Linked DNA regions of Pan troglodytes: region 2 is linked to region 1. A link is a contact called in public capture Hi-C data. All regions are on one chromosome and are shown on one strand. Each heading gives the region's core, a stretch centred on a gene start, on an enhancer-like site or on the middle of the called end of the contact. The rest is flanking DNA. Distances are from core to core; before and after follow the strand shown. Region 1 overlaps H6PD (hexose-6-phosphate dehydrogenase/glucose 1-dehydrogenase). Region 2 overlaps GPR157 (G protein-coupled receptor 157).

Region 1 (6,295 bases), core at 2,931-5,430:
AAAGTGAGACCCTGTTTCTACAAAAAATTCAAAAAAAAAAAAAAATTAGCCAAGTGTGGTCCCAACTATTTGGGAGGCTGGGGTGGGAGGATTGCTTGAGCCCAGGAGGTCAAGGCTGCAGTGAGCTGTGAACCTGCCACTGCACCCCATCTGGACAACACCGCATGAGACCCTGTCTCAAAAAAAAAAGAAAAGAAAAGAAAAGAAAAGAAAAAGAAAACAGGATATAAAGTGACCAAAATAAACAGAACTTCAATAAATGAAAAATATAATTGGAAACTAGAAATTCAGTAGATGGGCCTTACAGATGAGAAACAGCTGAAAAGAGTCAGCTAGCAGAAGACAGAGCTGAGGCGATTCTCCCAAATGCTGGACACAGAGACAAAAAGATCCATGCTCGGACACATACAGGATGACTCTTGTTCAAAATTAAACAACAGGTTGTTTAGGGAACTAGGCGTGCATGGAAACAGAAAGAGAAGTGAGGGAATAATCTATCCACAACTTGGAAGTGTAAGATGAGGAAATAGGTCAGAACGTGGGGAGGGACACGCAGGAGAATCAAATTCTTTTTTAAAAACGGGTGGTAGGTGCATCCCCGTTTGTTATACCATAGTTCTGTATCTCTTCCATGCATTCTGTAAACTTTAAATTTACCTAGTATCTAGTTAACATTTAATTCCAACAGACAAAAAGCAGCAGATCCTAAGTTCAGGCCTGCTGAGCCCAGCATGCTCCCCTCCCAGCAGCCACTCTGGGTCCATGGCGCCAGTCCTGGGCACCTGCCCTGACCAGGTTGGTGGTGTGCACTCTCCGGCCAACCAGACAGCAAGCATGTCCAGGTCACAGCTGGGGGAACAACCTGCCCTGAATCCAGCCCGATATGCCATTCCCGACAGCAGCACCAGTGTTGGGGGGCAAGAAATGAAGCCGGCAGCCACTCGTAGGAAGGCACTCTGTCCCCGGCCATAACAACCAGGAGCTGGAGGGTGCAGCTCTGTCCAGGGATACTAAACCTTCAAATGAGCAGGAAGTCCAGCCCAACTGTGCCAACCAAAATGCCAAGAGTGGTCTCCACTGGGAAAACAATGGCTGAGATCCCCCAGCTCTGTAGTGTTGTGGCCTTCAAGTTCTTGTGCTATTGTTGAGAAGACATCCAGAAAAAGAGAAACTGATGCCAGCAATGTTTGTGGATCAGTCCATTTATCCTCAGAATAACAACATATAAGGAGGCCCCTCTATTTCCCCTATTTTAAAATATAAGGAACCTGAAGTTCAGAGAGGTTGGATAACTTACCCAAGGTCACACACAGCTGGTAAAGAGGTAAAAATAGCTTCAAACCCAGGCAGTTGGACCCAGAGCCTGCAATTCTTACCCCCAAAACATTTCCCTTTTAATTACCCACTCTTCAACCCTACAACAGAACGGTGTGAAGTTGAGTGGCGTGGGCACCACTGGCCTTTAGAAACAGAGCACAATGAAGAAGACGGCTGAGCTTCTGGAAGGAGGGGTCTAGGGCAAAGCTCAGAGATTCCAATGCCTACCGGGGCCAGCAAAAGCGAAAAGGATGGAGTAAGGCTGGTGTCCCTCAGAGGTACAGTTAAGTACCTCAGGTGCATTCAGGTGGTGCCTCACAGGAGTGTGGGCCCAGGGTGACCAAATCTTCCAATTCTCCTTTTCGGGAGAATGTAAAAAGACAATTCTTCCCTTCCCCTGCAATAATAGAACAGGAAAATCAGGAATATCTTGTATTTGAAAGGGACCTAAGGCCTGGCGCAGTGGCTTATGCTTGTAATCCCAGCACTTTGGGAGGCTGAGGTGGGCAGATCTCCTGAGTCCAGGAGTTCAAGACCAGCCTAGGCAACATGGCAAAACCCCATCTCTACAAAAAATACAAAAATTAGCTGGGCATGGTGAAATACACCTGTGGTCCCACCTACTTGGGAGGCTGAGGTGGGAGGATCACTTAAGCCTAGGAGGTCGAGGCTGCAGTGGGCTATGATTGCACCACTGCCCTCCAGCCAGGGCGACAGATAAAGACCCTGTCTCCAAAAATAAAAAATAAAAAATAAATAAATAAATAAGAGTTCTTGGCCTCAAACAGTTAAACAGAGTCATGATCCTCCAGCAACCCCACTCCTGGGTTTATACTCAAGAGAAATAAAAATGCAGGTCCACACAAAAGCTTGTACATGAATGCTCATTGCAGCATTATATATAACAGCCAAAAAGTAGAGGCAACCCAAATGTCCACTAACTGGTGACTGGATAAAGTATGGTATATCTATACAATAAGATATTATTCAGCAGTAAAAAGAAATGAAGTGCTGGTACATGCTAGAACATGGGTGAACTCTGAACCCAGGATGCTAACTGATGGAAACCACACACCGTATGATCCTATATGTACAAAATATCCAGAACAGGCAACCCCGCAGAGAGAATGCATTTCTGTGGTTGCCAGGAGCTGGGGAGAGGGGGAAATTGTGGGATGACAACTAAGGGGTACAGGGCTTCCTTTGCCGTGATGAACATGTCCTAAAATTGATTGTGGTACTGACACACAACTCTGTGAATACACGAAAGCTCACTGGCCTGTCCACCTTAACTGGGTAAAGTGTAGTAGGATTTGTGAGTTACAGCTCAATAAAACTTTTTTAAAAAGGTTTTAGAACAGGGAAGCAGAAGCACGAAAGAGGTACTTCAGGAAGATGAAGCTGTCTGCGACCTCCAAGATGAACAGGATGGGACTGGTGGTAGTGAAATCAGTGAGGCAGCCTTTGCTGCCATCAAAGGAAGTAACAAAGGTAGGAGGGAACCAAGTCACAGTGAACTGCAAAGAAGTTATTATAGCAGATGAATACAAACTACTTGGTGACTGGCTGGATCCTTGAATGGTGGTACAGAGCTGTGATCTGGAGTGTGGTCTCTGGAGCCAGGCTGCTCCAGTTTATTTTATCTTATCTTATTTTGTTTTATTTTATTGGAGATGGAGTCTCCCCCTGTTACCCAGGCTGGAGTGCAGTGGCGTGATCTTGGCTCACTGTAACCTTCGCCTCCTGGGTTCAAGCAATTCTCCTGCCTCAGCCTCCCGAGTAGCTGGGATTACAGGCACACACTACCATGCCTGGATAATTTTTGTATTTTTAGTGGAGATGGGGTTTCACCATTTGACCAGGCTGGTCTTGAACTCCTGACCTCAAGTGATCCACCCGTCTCAGCCTCCCAAAGTGCTGGGATTACAGGTATAAGCCACTGTGCCCAGCCTGCCGCGGTTTAAATACCGGCTCTGCCATCTTTCAGCCCTGTGATCTCCAGCAACTGACGTCACCTCACATACCAACAAGCAACAATCCCCGCACCTCCCTTACAGGGCTTCTGTGGGCCTGAAGGAGTTAATATCCACACAGGGCTTGGAACAGTGGCTAGCACACAGGAAACACTGATAAAGACTGGTTGGAATTTTTCTTATGACAGATGCTGTAAGAGAAGGGCTACCAGCCTGGTCACTCAGAGAGCACTGTTCCCATTTGAAATAAAGAGGTTAGAAAACACAGTTGGTATTTCATGAGAAAAATGCAGTGATGGTTTTCATTCTAAATCTGCTGAATCTGAAGGGATGGTGCAACACCCCATGAAATGATCTAAAAGGCGGCTGGAAGTATAAACTAGGGCCTGGGGAGACAACGCACACTGGAGATAAACTGGATTTCATCAAACCTGAAATGCCATCAGTGGCGGAAGCATCGCTGTTTTATAACCCCTAAGAAAGAAAAGGGTTTCCAGTTCCAGTATGTCACCCCATTAAGGATAAACCCAACTTCAGAGACGTCCAAATATGAAAAATATGTCTTCCAATCAATGAATTACAGTGGATTTATATGTCAACAGCATACTCAAAGCTTTAAAAACAGATGAATTTTTGATGAAGGGAACACAACAGAGTCCCTAAAAGCCCTGTTATCTGCTTACTATTCATTAATGTAGCGAATCCCTAAGCGGCCCCTTTCCTATTTTTATCCTCTCTCAATTCTCAAAAAGAATGCATTCCACGGGTTTACTACCTGCTGGGTAAAAGAGAGCTTCCTTTATTCCTTAATTTCAAGCTTCAGGGGGTGCGCCTGTGTTTAACACGGCCTGTAGATTTATGGACTTTGCCTGGTTGGCTCCGTCTTTTCAGAGTTTAATGCAGTGACCGGGACTGTGGCCTGGCACCTCCCCGGGAAGAGGCCATGCAGCTGAGTGCAAGGACAGGAGGCGAGGGGCTGGCCCTCCTGCTGATGTTGATCTTTTCTAGTTACTGCCCATTATTGTGGACTGATTTCTCCTAAAAATGATCTATATTGGCTCCTAGTGTATTTTCCCGGGTTGAAAGTTGAGGGTTGAAACCCATCAGTATATGAAAAGGATAGAGAAAAGCACAACCAGGGTGGACACTGGGAGGAAAGACCCCCTGTAAACTTGGCTCCCACCTGTGCGCATCCAGAGCTCGTCCAAGGTCAGAGGATGACAAAGCAGGGGGGCCATGGCTGTGCCCGCCAGCTGTGCTGCTCAGACTCATAACAGAGAGTAACAGCTAGAAAGCACTTCTCCCCTTCGGCCCCGTCGTTCTACTGCCGAAGTATATACTTAAAGGGAATATGTTTTTTAAAATGCTCATAAATGTTCTCGAATTAGATAGTAGTTGCATAACTTTGTAAATATACTAAAAACCACTTAATTTTATATTTTAAAAGCGTAAATTTTGTGGTATGTGCATTGTATCTCAATTTTTAAAAAAGCTCACAAAGTACTATCTAAGATAGAAGCCGGGGAGGTGGAGCACTCCTGTAGTCTCAGCTATTTGGGAGGTTAAAGCAAGAGAGGATCGCTTGAGACCAGGCGTTCAAGACCGGCCTGGGTAACATAACAAGACTCCAAGATAATAATAATAAAATAGCAAAAAACTAGAAACAACCAAAAAGCTTAATAAAGAGTTTATAACACATATTCTGTGGTATGAACAGAACTGAACAGAAATATAAATATTAAAAGGTATATGTTGTGCAGACTGCTAATACATAGAGATTTAAGCATGTATACAACTGTGTATGTATATGTGAGAGAGAAATATGACATAAAGAATGGACATAAAAGTATGACAGATCAATTACAGGATTTATATAATAATCCAATATAAGTCACGTGGAACTCAGACACACTGCAAGAACACTGCCGCTGCCTCTCCTTGCAAACTTGGAAGAACAACAACACTTCCATTTGTAACGTATTTCCGTGTGCATTATCTGATTTAATCCTTAGAACCACCCAAGAGAGAGAGGTGCCGGGGCTATCAGCATTGTATAGATGTGCGCTGAAGGTCACAGCCTTCAGAACCGGGACCAGAAACCCCTTCCTCATTGCTTCCACATTGTGGGAAATCCAGGTTTTCTCAACAAAAATAGATTAAAAAAAAAAAAAAGACAACTAAGAGCCAGCTGCAATCCCTATCAACACCTTCTGGGATTACTAAAAATAAAAAGAGGTGAGGGCCAAGGAGAGCGCAGTGTGCTTGCTGGTGCTCTCTCTGGACAGGAGATCCGGCAGCTGCCCTGGGCTCACCTTGCAGACAGCTCTGCAGAGGGGGCGGGAAGGGGAACCGGCCCTGCTGAGTGAGCTCCTGGCCCCTTCTGGCACACCAGGCTGGAAGGCGGGACAGCTGGTGTGTGCCTGGAAGGACCCTGGATGCCCTGGTCCCTCAGTGAGAGGCAGTGAACGGTCACTCCAGCCCTCAGAGGTGGGCAAGCATCAAGCTCCTTTCCCCCATGTCAGGACAGGGACCCTCCCAGCAGTGATGTCCTCAGGAAGTCTCCCTCCTTCTTTCTAACAACAACAACAACAACAGCAGCAGCAACAACAACAGCAGCAGGCCTTCTACACAGAGGGGAAACTAGGGCAGCAAGGAGACTGGCCTCGAGTGCGTTCCAGCAGGGAGGCCAACTGCTGAGGGCCTGGCCAGCTGGGGAGGCTGTGGAGCTCAGTGGTTAGAGGCTCAGGCTCTGAGGTGCCAAGACCTCAGTTCCAATTCCAGCACTCCCGACAGAAAAGGCAGCCGGACCCAGACAGCTGAACACAGCCCATTAATCACATGGGCCCACCTGTCTGCAGAGCCCTCCCGATGCCATGATGAGGGCCAGCCAGGGTCATCTCTGGGATGAAGGAGGCTCAGTGACTCTCCTTTTATGGCCCATGCTGCTTCGAGACCCCAGCCAGGGTACCCAGGGGGGCTGTGACTCTCAGGGGCTCACGGACTGG
Region 2 (6,607 bases), core at 1,418-3,917, 150 kb after region 1:
ACTATGTTGGCCAGGCTGGCCTCAAACTCCTGACCCCAAGTGTTCTGCCCACCTTGGCCTCCCAAAGTGTTGGGATTACAGGCATGAGCCACCGCGCCTGGCCTTTTGTGGTCTTTTTGCTCCTGTGTCTTTGGGACTTCCAACAGGACATGCTGCCTCCTGCCACCGAGGCCACTGAGGGTGATGTGACTCTGCCATCAGCCCTCCTGCCCTTCCCTACAGAGGCCAGTGGGGACTGGAGAATGCTGCAGAGGGGATGGTTGGCCAGGGCCCCTCTGTTCTGGAAGCATCCTGCATGAGGCCTTCCCAGTCCCAGGGAACTGACTTTTCCCTTCCATCCTCATCCCTGCCCGGCCTGCTCTGCCAGCCCTGCAGCATTTGGGAGAAACCCTTGAAGCACAGTTCTCCTGGCCTCATTCTGGCCTCAGATTCATGTTGAACTCTGATCTCATAGTTGTCATAGTATCATTCCTGTTTACCTAAGGCTTTGCGCTCCAGGCACCTGACCTAGGACAGGGGTACTTGTGTCTTCTTCCCAGGACAGAAACCAGACGGGCCCCACACAGCAGCAGTGTCTGCACCACAGGCCTGAACCCTGGGACAGCAGGACGTGACTCACGACAGCAGCAAACACTCACACACCTGCCTGGCCCTGTGCTCTGTACACACATGTATTTGTTTATTCTCATAACGACCCTGCAATGACACCCTGTAGTCACTGTCGTCATCCACACTTTGCAGAGAACCTGACGTGTTGAGGCTAAATAACTTGCCCGAGCAGGGGCAGAAGTGGGACTTGGATCCAGCCCGCTGCACTAAAATCCAAGCCCACTACACTAAAATCCAAGCTCTTAACTACCCCACTACCTGCCTCTCTCAGGAGCCACTATAGCCTTTGTGTGCTCCATTGCTATGTAAGGAACAGACTGGTTCAAGGACCACAGGGAAGGGGCCTGCTCCTGGCTGTGTGGCTGGCTGTGGGAGAGCGCTCTAGAAAACTGAGCCCGGGCCGGACATGGTGGCTCAGGCCTATAATCCCAGCACTTTGGGAGGCTGAGGCAGGTGGATCACCTGAGGTCAGGAGTTCAAGACCAGGCTGGCCAACATGGTGAAACCCTGTCTCTAGTAGAAATATAAAAATTAGCCGGGCTTGGTGGTGCACGCCTGTAATCTCAGCTACTTAGGAGGCTGAGGCAGGAGAATCGCTTGAACCCAGGAGGTGGAGGTTGCAATGAGCTGAGATTGTGCCACTGCACTCCAGCCTGGGTGACAGAGCGAGACTCCGTCTCAAAAAAAGAAAAAAGAAAACTGAGCCCAACACTGCCCTTGGAGGGGCCCCTACCTGAGCTTTATTTTTCAAAGGTCCCCGTTGACCCTTGCCAGGTTCCATTCCCCGCCATTGTGTAAGAAGTCCTCAAGGCCAAAGGGACGCACTGCCCAAAGCTCACGTTCCCCCTCCTAGAGCCTGCCGAAGGTAAGCAGAACCCTGGAATTCCCTGCCCAGGCAACCCTAAGCCCCCGATGTGTGCACTCCTAGACCCAAGGGCTGACCAGGGGGTGCTGATCGTTTGTGGCACATTTGCACGAGCATGGACAGGTGTTCGCACACTGGTGCCCAAGGCTTCCTGGAACAGAAACCAGACAGGCCTCACGCAGCACCACTGTCTGCACCACAGGCCTGAACCCTGGGACAGCAGGACATGACTCACAACAGTCATGACACCAGCAAACACTCACACACCTGCCTGGCCCTGTGCCTGTGCTCTGTACACACATGTATACAAAACTCTTTTCTTTTTTCTTTTTTTGAGATGGAGTCTCACTCTGTCACCCAGGCTGGAACGCAATGGCACAATCTCAGCTCACTGCAACCTCCACCTCCTGGGTTCAAATGATTCTCCTGCCTCAGCCTCCCAAGTAGCTGAGATTACAGGTGTGCACCACCACGCCCGGCTAATTTTTGTATTTCTGGTAGAGACAGGGTTTCACCATGTTGGCCGGCCTGGTCTCGAACTCTGTACACACATGTATGCAAAAGGAGCTGGGCACACGCTGGGAGCTGGCTGTCCCACGTCACTCCATTCTAATGCCAGTCCCCGAAGAATTCTAAAGTAGAGCCAGGCTCCCAGGGCAACACCTACCCCTTCTTATTTTCCAGGGCCACTGTGCCATCCAGGCTCTGGAGAGCATCCCCTTTCTGAAGGGTGTCCTCCGTCATTTTTGCGAAGGCTGACATTGCCGGGAGCCATGGCCTGACCCCGATGCCTCTTTCTCTCCTCCTTCCTCAGCTGGGGGGTCCCGTTGGTCATCACTGTGGCAGCCGTCGCCCTGAAGAAGATTGGCTATGATGCCTCGGACGTGTCTGTGGGCTGGTGCTGGATCGACCTGGAGGCCAAGGACCATGTCCTGTGGATGCTGCTGACGGGGAAGCTGTGGGAGATGCTGGCATATGTGCTGCTGCCTCTGCTGTACCTCCTGGTCCGGAAGCACATCAACAGAGCGGTAGGCGCTGCCCTCAGAGCTCAGGGCCCTCTATATGGCTGCTGCGCCCAGGTGCAAGGCCTGGCATTGAGTTTGGCCACCCGAGGGGACAGGTTGCGTCTCTGGGGACAGAACCAGTGATGGGCCAGAGGGGACCAGGCACTTACTGTGCACCAGACACCATGCAACACGCTGTGTTACACGGATCGTGCATTGGTTCCTGCTGCCTCGTTAGGAGCCGGGTCCTGTTACTCCTTTGTAGATAAGGAAACGAGGCTTAGCCGATTAAGGGCCTGTGGGGGCACAGGGCTGCGGCGGACAGGGCTGCTGTGTCGTCGGTCACGGCCCTCTCCTGCCCCCTGGTGGACGGCCTGTGGTGGCTGCTTAAACTCGAGGAATTTAGCGAAAAGGCGAGGACGGACCCAAGGCCGGGCTGCCCCAGGGGAAGGGAGGACTGTGGAATTTCACAATCAGTGATGCAAATAACTCACCTAAATTTTCCTAGTGATTTATTATATCCTAAATGGCAGGGGTTTCCGGAATTCAGAAATGAGTGGGCTGGGCTGGCTGGAGAGCCTAGGAAAGAATGGCTTTCCTCTGACACCTTGGCCCAGTTCCTCCTTGTTCCTGCCTCCCAGTCTGCACATGTGGAACTAGGGGCTTCCTCCTGGCCACAAGCAAACGCCTGCAAAAGGCCACAGATTAACCCATTCTTTAATCCACTCGGTCACTCATTCTGTATGTTATTTTAGTTTTATTTATTTATTTATTTTTGAGACAGGGTCTTGCTCTGTCGCCCAGGTTGGAGTGCAGTGGCACAATCTCGGCTCACTGCAACCTCTGCCTCCCAGGTTCAAGTGGTTCTCCTACCTCAGTCTCCCGAGTAGCTGGGATTATAGGCACGTGCCACCACGCCCAGCTAATTTTTGTTTTTTTAGTAGAGGCAGGGTTTCACCATGTTGGCCAGGCTGGTCTGGAACTCTTGACCTCAAGTGATCCGCCCGCCTCGGACTCCCAAAATGCTGGGATTACAGGCGTGAGCCACCGCGCCTGGCCTCATTCAGTATGTTTTTACTGAGCATCTCCTAGCACCAAAGTGCTGTATAGCATGGGAGTTCATCTTGAGGACTCGGACATGGATCCTGCCCTCCTGGAGAGAGGCAGAAGTGCAAGTAACTACAGGCAAAGATTCAATGTGAGGAGTGGCTGGGGCAGTAAGATAGGTCCAGAGGAAATGCTCTAAATTTAGACTTCCGGGCTCATCCTGCAGGCTTGCTGGCGTGAGTCCCTGTGTTTCTATTTGCCCTCTGAGTTTTCAGGGCTGAAATTGTAGGAGGGTGTGTACCCATCTTGTAGGCCATTCTGTCCTCCCAGCAGCCATTTCTGAGCCAGGATGCACCTTGCAGCTGTGGCCATCTGGACACCTAATCCCCACCCTCCACTCCCGTTGTGTCTTCTCACGTCAAGACCTTTAGTTTTCTCTTTTCTTCTTGCTTGGAAATGTAACCAGTTCTCACCCGCCCTAGACCCCGCTTCTGCCTCAGGTGGAGTCCTTGCTGGAGATGGTTGTGGGACTTCCCATTGGTCTGAAATCTTTTTGGACTGGGTGCGGTAGCTCATGCCCATAATCCCAACAGTTTGGGGGGCCGAGGTGGGTGGATCACTTGAGGTCAGGAGTTCCAGACCAGTGTGGCCAACACAGTGAAACCCTGTCTCTACCAAAAATAACAAAAATTAGCTGGATGTGGTGACACACGCCTGTAGTCCCAGCTACTCGGGAGACTGAAGCAGGAGAATCACTTGAACCCAAGAAATGGAGGTTGCGGTGAGCCGAGGTTACGCCACTGCACTCCAGCCTGGGCGACAGAGCAAGACTGCACCTCAAAAAAAATAAATAAAAATTAAAATTAAGGCTGGGCATGGTGGCTCACACCTGTAATCCCAGCACTTTGGGAGGCCGAGGCAGGTAGATCACCTGAGGTCAGGAGTTCAAGACCAGCCTGGCCAACGTGGTGAAACCCCGTCTCTAATAAAAATACAAAAATTAGCCGGGCGTGGTGGCAGGTGCCTGGAATCCCAGCTACTGAGGAGGCTGAGGCAGGAGAATCACTTGAACCCGGGAGGCAGAGGTTGCAGTGAGCCGAGATTGCACCATTGTACTCTAGCCTGGGCCACAGAGCAAGACTCCATCTCAAAAAAAAAAAAAAAAAAAAATTAGGGCCGGGCGCGGTGGCTCACGCCTGTAATCCCAGCGCTTTGGAAGACCGAGGTGGGCGGATCACGAGGTCAGGAGATCGAGACCAACACGGTGAAACTCTGTCTCTATGAAAAATACAAAAAATTAGCTGAGCGTGGTGGCGGGCACCTATAGTCCCAGCTACTCAGGAGGCTGAGGTAGGAGAATGGTGTGAACCCGGGAGGCGGAGCTTGCAGTGAGCTGAGATCGCGCCACTGCACTCCAGCCTGGGTGACAGAGAGACTCCTTCTCAAAAAAAAAAATTAGCTGGTGTGCTGGTGCATGTCTATAGTCCCAGCTACTTGAGAGGCTGAGACAGTGAGGCAGGAGGATCACTTGAGCCTGGGAGTTCACTGTATTCCAGCCTGGGTGACAGAGTGAGACCCTGTCTCAAAAAAAAGAAAAAATGAAATCATCTTTTGTCTTCTTCTAGACTTTTATTAGTAGTTGGTCTCCTGCCCAGGTGATGAATGCCCTCCTCACCTCCTCTTCTTTTCCACTGCCCTGGAAAGTTTCCGGGACCCCTGATGAAGTATCCCAGGCGCTCCACCAGGCCCTGCCCAGGACTCTTCTCTACAGATGCCCTTTGTGTGTCTTTCTTTCTGCCTTTCCTTTGGCAGGGCAGGAAGCCTACAGGGCTGAGGCTGACCCTTACGGGTGACAATGGGTCCTCTTTTCCAAATCAGCAAGTGTTTCAGAAAAACGGGATAGAAGTGGGCAGGTTGCTGAGAATGTGCTAGTTGCCTCTAGCTAGGAATGAGCCAAGAATCGGTGAGCTGGGACAGGCACTGCTAGGAGCAGACAGTAGCCAAGCTAGTGGGCAGTTCCTGCAGCTGCCCCACCCTGTAGCTCCCCTGCTGGTTTCGGAGGGGTGAAGCAGGACTGCCAGCTCCCTGGGCTGCTGCTAAAAGCCACAGGAGGAGGAGGGGGGGAGGGGGAGGGGGAGGGGGGGTGGGAGGACGGGGAGGAGGAGGAGGAGGGCGGCTCTGAGCAGGTTAGTTGCAGAAGATTGGGGGCTGAGAGATACCACGATGCAGCAGTGACTCCACAAGACACCAGGTGCTGGCAGAATACCTTGGGTGTCTCCCCTCCCCTGGGCCTTCAGCATCCCAGGCACAGGACCGGCTCAAAAATGCATTTTTTGTTTTTGAGGCAGCGTCTCACTGTGTTGCCCAGGCTGGAGTGCAGTGGCTCAATCTTGGCTCACTGCAACCTCCACCTCTGGCTCACTGCAACTTCCACCTCAGTCTCCTGAGTAGCTGGGACTACTGGTGTGTGCCACCACACCTGGCTAATTTTGTTTTTGTTTTTAAGGCAGAGTCTTGCTCTGTTGCCCAGGTTGGAGTGTAATGGCAAATCTGAGCTCACTGTAACCTCTGCCTCCCGGGTTCAAGCAATTCTCATGCCTCAGCCTCCCAAGTAGCTGGAACCACAGGTGTGCGCCACCATGCCTCGATAATTTTTTTGTATTTTTAGTAGACAGGTTTCACCATTTTGGCCAGCCTGGTCTTGAACTCCTGGCCTCAAGTGATCCAGACCATCTTAGCCTCTCAAAGTGCTGGGATTACAGGCATGAGCCACTGTGCCCGCGCCTAGCCTAATTTTGTATTTTTAGTAGAGTCGGGGTTTCACCATGTTAGCCAGGCTGGTCTTGAACACCTGGCCTCAAGTAATCTGCCCGCCTCAGCCTCCCAAAGTGCTGGGATTACAGGCGTGAGCCACTGCGCCCGCGCCTAGCCTAATTTTGTATTTTTGGTAGAGTCGGGGTTTCACCATGTTGGCCAGGCTGGTTTTGAACACCTAGCCTCAAGTAATCTGCCCGCCTCAGCCTCCCAAAGTGCTGGGACTACAGGCATGAGCCACTGCTCCTGGCCAACGCCCAGCTAATTT

What was found. Capture Hi-C pulls out chosen DNA fragments and counts their contacts.
Region 2: a contact with region 1 is called in a capture Hi-C map of stem cell-derived neural stem cells, with 3 times the contacts expected there. The contact joins two enhancer-like sites. A contact is called at or near these places in 2 of 7 Hi-C or Micro-C datasets (both in induced pluripotent stem cells) and 1 of 1 other capture datasets (stem cell-derived neural stem cells).

Annotation. Positions count from the first base shown.
Region 1 is chr1:222,744,146-222,750,440 of NHGRI_mPanTro3-v2.0_pri, forward strand. The region is part of intron 3 of H6PD (hexose-6-phosphate dehydrogenase/glucose 1-dehydrogenase); the gene reads right to left. Among named protein-coding and RNA genes, the nearest start is that of H6PD, 19 kb to the right of the region's middle. Within about 2 kb of position 4,181, at least 7 of the 24 cell types and tissues checked have an H3K27ac peak or open chromatin away from gene starts, as enhancers often do. A contact at or near this core is called in stem cell-derived neural stem cells, where this site is marked.
Region 2 is chr1:222,893,219-222,899,825 of NHGRI_mPanTro3-v2.0_pri, forward strand. It overlaps GPR157 (G protein-coupled receptor 157), which reads left to right. Exons shown (of 4, transcript XM_016953592.4): 2 at 2,289-2,502. Among named protein-coding and RNA genes, the nearest start is that of GPR157, 18 kb to the left of the region's middle. Within about 2 kb of position 2,668, at least 1 of the 24 cell types and tissues checked has an H3K27ac peak or open chromatin away from gene starts, as enhancers often do. A contact at or near this core is called in stem cell-derived neural stem cells, where this site is marked.